Regions from separate parts of the Anas platyrhynchos genome. Here region 1 is linked to region 2. Evidence: chromatin contacts called from public Hi-C data. All regions are on one chromosome and are shown on one strand. The core of a region is the stretch at or near the end of the contact, and the rest is flanking DNA. Distances in the headings are between cores, read along the strand shown. Region 1 holds the start of FANCF (FA complementation group F). Region 2 holds the start of ANO5 (anoctamin 5).

Region 1 (2,832 bases), core at 284-2,783, 220 kb before region 2:
TGTGTGTTAGAAAACCCCAAGGAAGCTACAGAATGGCTTGGATTGGAAGGGATCTTCAAGATCACGTAGTTCCAACTTTTCTGACAGAGGTGGGGATGCCACACGCTAAATCAGGCTGACCAAGGTCCTATCTAGCTTGGCCTTGAACAATTCCAGGGATAACACCATTCCCCTTTGTCCTATCATTATCTACCTGAGCAAAGAATCCTTCTTCATAAACCAACTTTAAGTATTCAGAGGCCACAATGGGGCCTTCACAGGGCCTTCTCTTCTTTGGGCTGAACGGCCCCAGTTCTCTCAGCCTCTCTTTGTAGGAGAGAGCTCGCTGGTCACCTTCATGGCCCTCCACTGGGCTTGCCCTCACAGGTCCTCAACTTTCTTGTGCTGGGGGCCCCAAACGTGGTTGTAGTACTCTAGGTAGGGTCTCATGAGTAGAGGGGGAATATATTCAGCACCATACAGAGCTATATTCAGCGCTAGGGTGTATGGAAAGAAAAGAAAATCAAACAGGGCCTCCGCTGAAGAAGAGCGTTATTCTTTGTCCTTGAATTTTGGGTTTTACTACTGTTTCTAGACCAATTCTGTGTGCCCCACACAGGAGGAGTGCCCCACACTGCAGGCCTGCAGCCTCCCCAGCCCTCAGGAGCCGCCCGATGGAAGGTGCTGGAAGCTGGCCGGGCTCTGTGGTGAGGCAGTGCCGTGTGCACGGCCCTCACAGGGACGAGACGGAGGGCAAGGCGCTGTTCTCCGTGAGGTGCTCTTCAGGACATGGGCATGAAGAAAGTCCTTCTGAGCTGCTGGTCTCACAGGTATGCCAGGTTGTGCTGTGTTTTGTTTTATTTTTGTGGTTTTTTTTTTTTTTTTTTTTTTTTTGGTGCACTGTGGAGAAATGGCCTTCAGCTCCTGCTGGCGCAGGTGGGAAGGGGAGGCAGGGAGGGCCTTTCTCCTATCGCTGTGTACAAGCAGTTCTGGCATGTTTACACCGTGGCTTGTGTGAGGTGTTGCTCAAGTTGCCCCCATGGGGAATGCCTGTGAGGGAACCTTCCAGATTTTTTTCCCTCTGAGAGGACAGGGTGGCAGCCCAGAGCTCCCTCAGCTACAAGAGGCTTTTCTATCCGAGGCACGGACACGGTGCTTTGTTGAAGGCAGCCAGCTGGGGCATAGCTGACAGGGAGTTAGCAGTGAGGCACCACAGGGTGCAGGCGAGCGGGGTTTGGCTGCGGGCTGGGAGCCAGCCCCAGCGGGGACACCACGGCTGGCCACACGGCCACCCTGGAGATGCCAAATACCCCCGCACAGTGTGCTCGTGAACAGCTTTCACTTCTTTAAATCGCGTTTAGGCATCACAAGTGCGTTCGGTTTATTTTTTAACGTTTATATTCCCTCCTCGTGGAGCGCCACAACCCCCCAACCCCCTCTCCCCGTCACGGAATGGCGGCGGCGCCCGCCCCGTCCCCCTTTATGGGAAGGAAGCGGGATTGACGCCCGGCTCGGCCAATGCCGCCCCTAACCCCTCCCTCGCCGCCTCGGATCGGCTCCGATCGGCTCCGGGAGGCGGTGCTGAGGGGCAGCGGCGGGCTCGGCTTGCGGCGGGGCGATGGAGGCGGTGCTGGGGCAGGTGGAGCAGCTGCCGGCGCTGCTGGCTGTTTGCCGCTCCGCGCTGGTGCGCGCCTGGGACCCGCCGACCCTGGAGCGGGCCCTGGACTGGGGCCGCTACTTCCAGCACCTCCACGACCGCCTCCGCGCCCGGCCCCGGCTCCGCCACGCCGTGGGGCAGCGGCTGCGGAGGGCCCGGCCCGGTTCCCCGCTCGCCTTCGGGCAGCTGGGCCGCTGCGCCGAGCTGCTGGGCCTGGCGCTGCTGGAGAACCGCGCCCTGCCTCCTGCCGCCTGCCGCCGCCTCCTCCAGCGCCTGCTGCAGCCCCCCGCCGCCCGGCCCGGCCGCCTGGCGCTGCTGGCCCGCAGGAAAGCCGCCTGCTGCCTGCTGGAGCCGCTCCGCAGCTCCCCGCCGAGGTCCCCCGGGGGCCCGGAGCCGCGGCTGGCCGCCGAAGCGGGGCTGCTGCTGGGCCGCCTGCGGGATGAGCCCCCGGGGGAGCCCCTCTGGCTCGGGGGGGTCCTGCAGCAGCTGCCCCAGCCCAGAGCCTTCCGAGTGGTGGCGGCAGCGCTGCTGCTGGTGCGGCAGGGGGGAGGCCCCCAGCAGGAGGAGGAAGCGGGGGCTGGCCCCCTGCTTTCCTGGCTGCTGGAGGACTCGGAGAGGTTTGCTGCCTTCTGTCAGCAGCTCCCGGGCTCTCTTCTTGCTTCGTTAGCTGCTCACTATTTGCAAATAAGCGAGCGTTATTTGGACCTCTTGACTGGCTGGGGAAGCAGCTTGCTGTATGACCCCTTGCAGGGACAGTGGGTTAAAAGCTGCCCTGATGAGGCTGAACTGTCCTGGGAGGAGCTGAGGGAGCGTTTTAGCTGCCTGTGTAAGGGACCTGTGATGCTCAGCCGACAGACCCAAGCTGCTCTCAAACTCCTGAAGGCACGGGATGGAGACTTTCAAGTCTGTGGCCTAAGTGTGTGGACTGATTTATTGTTGGAAGTAGAGAAAGACTTGAGGAAGCGAGCAGAGCACTGATGCGTGAACGCAAAAGCAACACAAAAAAACTTTTGAAATTCAGTAATTCTGATTAACTCTGTATTTGATACGAAAGGCAGGAACACTATGTGTTGATCTGGGTTGAAAACAAACATCGATGGGACTGATGATAATGCTGTTTATGACTGTGTGTTAACTCTGGCAGGAAGGCCTGGTGCTTCTTCGTAATTGCACTCGTGATTCTCCTGCCCACCGGC
Region 2 (2,827 bases), core at 309-2,808:
CTTTTCATTCCCCTGTCTTGTTCTTCAGCATTGAAGCTTAATTAAATGCTGTAGTAAACTAGAACTAAATGCACACGTGCTACCCAGATACTAATGTGTCTTTAAGGAAAACAACACAGCACTTTTTTTTTCCTCTGCCTTGTTCCTATTTACGCACACAGACCCTACTGTGTGAGTGGACATCAGGCAGCTATGGCTTGAAGCCTCTGTAAGAGGCCACCTTCTCCTTCAGAGCACAAAGCGTATGTTTAGATCTTCGAGATGTCCCAGTGGTGATATATACGTGTTGTTAGCTTTTGTAGGCCATAATTGAAAGAAGACCTCATTTATTCTAAACCAGATTTTTTATTTGGACAACCAATTAACAAACTTGCAGAAGTCTACTCTCTTAGCCCGTATGAAATTCTTTTTTCTGTTTTAGGAAAATGTTTGATTAAAAAGCGAATTAAACTGGGACATGATTCTGGATGCACAGTTATGTGCTACTGTACCGTATAAGCTAATAAGTCATCCTTGTTCACTGAAACCCCTTACATTCAGTGTTTATGACTAAACAGAAACCAAAAAAAGCCCTACAGGATGCTCATGGGAAAAATGAGCACTACAGCATTCAGTTTACATACCAGACTTCCAACATCACTCCCTACACGGTTACCACACATTCTGTAACTATTTTTCCATCCCAAGCTCTGCCAGCCGAGCAGCCCCCGGTCAGCACCACAGCCCAGGTCGAGCACTTCTGGGCCGTGACTCTAGCCTTGGTGCAGGGCTGGGACAGCAGCTGGCAGGCCGGGAGGCTGCCATACCCCGCCTGCTCCAGCTCTGCAGCCAGACTGCCAGCTCGGGAGCCGTCCTCGAGGAAGGCCAAGTCTGGACTGGGCTGGCACAGCTGGGGCATCACCGCTGCTGCCACCGCAACTGGGTGAGTTTCGCACTTATCCATTGCTGCCAGCTGTCTGAAACAGATCAGTCAAGTATTTTGAAACCTGCGAGCATACACTGTTGCTTAAGCTGTTTAAAACAGCATTATGTTTTATTTTTTCCTAAAACAAACGCACAAGAAGGAGAGGAGGCAGCTGCCAAGCCCGGCACGGATCCCAAGGCGGTGCTTCCCTCCTGCGGGGGCCGCACCTCCGCGGCTCCCACCGACTTCTCCTAGGCCAAAGGGTCGCGGGGTTTATTCGGGGCGGGCGCGTTTTCGGGCTGTTCCTGCATTACCGCACCGCCCGCTCCCAGCCCCAGCCGGGGGGCTCCGGCCGGGCCCGGCCCCTCAGCGCCCGGCAGCAGCGGAACGGGGCAGGCGGCTGCGTCCCGCCCGGCCCTGCCCTGCCCTGCCCAGCCCGGCGGGCACCTACCGTCAGCAGACGGGGCCATCTCGATGAGGGTCTCGCTCGCCTTCCTGCCCAGGCGGTTCATGGCGCCTCGCCTTCCCCACGCTCCTCCCGGCCCCTGCTCGCCCGCACCCGGCCGCTTGGCCGCCTCCCGGAGCGCAGCGGTGCGGTGGGGAACGGGGTGAGTCAGGGGGCGGGCGGGCGGCCATGCATGCGCACTGCCCGCGGGGCGGGGCGGGGCGGGGGGGGGCGGCCGCCGCCCGGGGAAGCCGGGGCTCCATGGCGGGGGCTCCCTGACGGGGAAGGGGGGAGGTGGCTGAGGGTGTCACCCGCACCCAGCCGCTGGCACTCGAAGGCCGCCCAGCGCCTTCCCCTCACGGTTGAAGAGACAGATAGTGATCTGCTGGTTTACATACAGCGATGGGGCTGTCTTTGTTTCTGGGTCTTTTATCACAGCGGATCTTTTATGAGGGAAGTTGAAGGAAGTGCGATAGAGTAGCGTTCACTTCAGGGGGTGCTCTTTTTTCCTCCTTGGGGATGGATGGGCTGGCTCTCCTGGTCCTGCCTCTGCTGGATCAGGCACTAAAGGCCATCCCTGTCAGCTGTCCTGGCTGTGGATTCACAGCAATGCTAGTAAAAGCATTGTTTTGGCTAGCTGCCCATGGGTCTTCAAAGCTGTAGGTGAGAAACTGACAGAAATAATAACAAAGCCTGAGGAAGGGAAAATGGGGCATGGAAAGTGGAGACGAAACTCAAGTCTGGTTGAGTTTCTCAACTTCTGGGTGTTGGATTAAGAGATAAAAGCAACGCCAGCTTGGTCCGGGTCCCTTGGTCTGGCCCAGCCTGCTTTGGCCTCCCTCAGGGGCTCCGAACCAGGCCTCTCCCCGCGCCCTCAGAGAAGGCTCAGATGGCGGCTGCTGCGCGCTGCCCTGGGGCTGCTGTCGTTTTTATGTCCCTAACAGCCCCGTCTTCTCCTTTCTTCAGTAGTTTGTCCTCCACTGTTTGTCCAATACACTGGTTTCACATAGTTTTTATTAATTTGCGCTCCCTCAAGGCAGATCTTGAGGCCTTTTTACCCATTAACTTTTTTGTTTATTTGGCGTGTACTGACAATGTAACAATTGTATGCAACAAACATACCAGGTTTTGTTACTTGAGCAACTAGCATGCAACATCAGTTTCATGGAGAATTTCTCAATCATGAAGTTAATCAAGTCAAGCAAGTCCCTCAGTTAAGGTGCTGGGCCTGCACTTCAGTCTACGTCTGGTACTAGGCCTTTATTTTATTGTATGGCATTACTGCTTCAAGAAATATATTTTTAGTCATGGGCAAGACCTAAAAACATATCTGGTTGCTTTCCAAAGTCTGAAACGTTGTTTTTTTAATCTCAAGATGCAGGGTACCGGGAGCAAAGCCTACAGAAATGGCCTGCTAAGTGAGAAGCATTTAAACAACTTGTAACAGCATACAATTCACTAGGTCACAATGTTCAGTT

What was found. A called contact is a pair of places that touch in the nucleus more often than the background predicts.
Region 1: a contact with region 2 is called in a Hi-C map of subcutaneous adipose tissue, with 1.5 times the contacts expected there. The contact joins the promoter of FANCF here to the promoter of ANO5 in region 2. A contact is called at or near these places in 2 of 8 Hi-C or Micro-C datasets (skeletal muscle and subcutaneous adipose tissue).

What each region holds. Positions count from the first base shown.
Region 1 is chr5:55,692,896-55,695,727 of IASCAAS_PekinDuck_T2T, reverse strand. It overlaps FANCF (FA complementation group F), which reads left to right and starts at 1,533. Exons shown (of 1, transcript XM_013106479.4): 1 at 1,533-2,832. The coding sequence starts at 1,598. The coding sequence ends at 2,614. It overlaps LOC101790603 (a long non-coding RNA gene), which reads left to right. Exons shown (of 12, transcript XR_011809805.1): 2 at 599-809.
Region 2 is chr5:55,473,297-55,476,123 of IASCAAS_PekinDuck_T2T, reverse strand. ANO5 (anoctamin 5) reads right to left here and starts at 1,558. Exons shown (of 21, transcript XM_038179109.2): 1 at 1,356-1,558. The coding sequence starts at 1,416. All of the region lies in intron 6 of LOC101790603 (a long non-coding RNA gene), which reads left to right.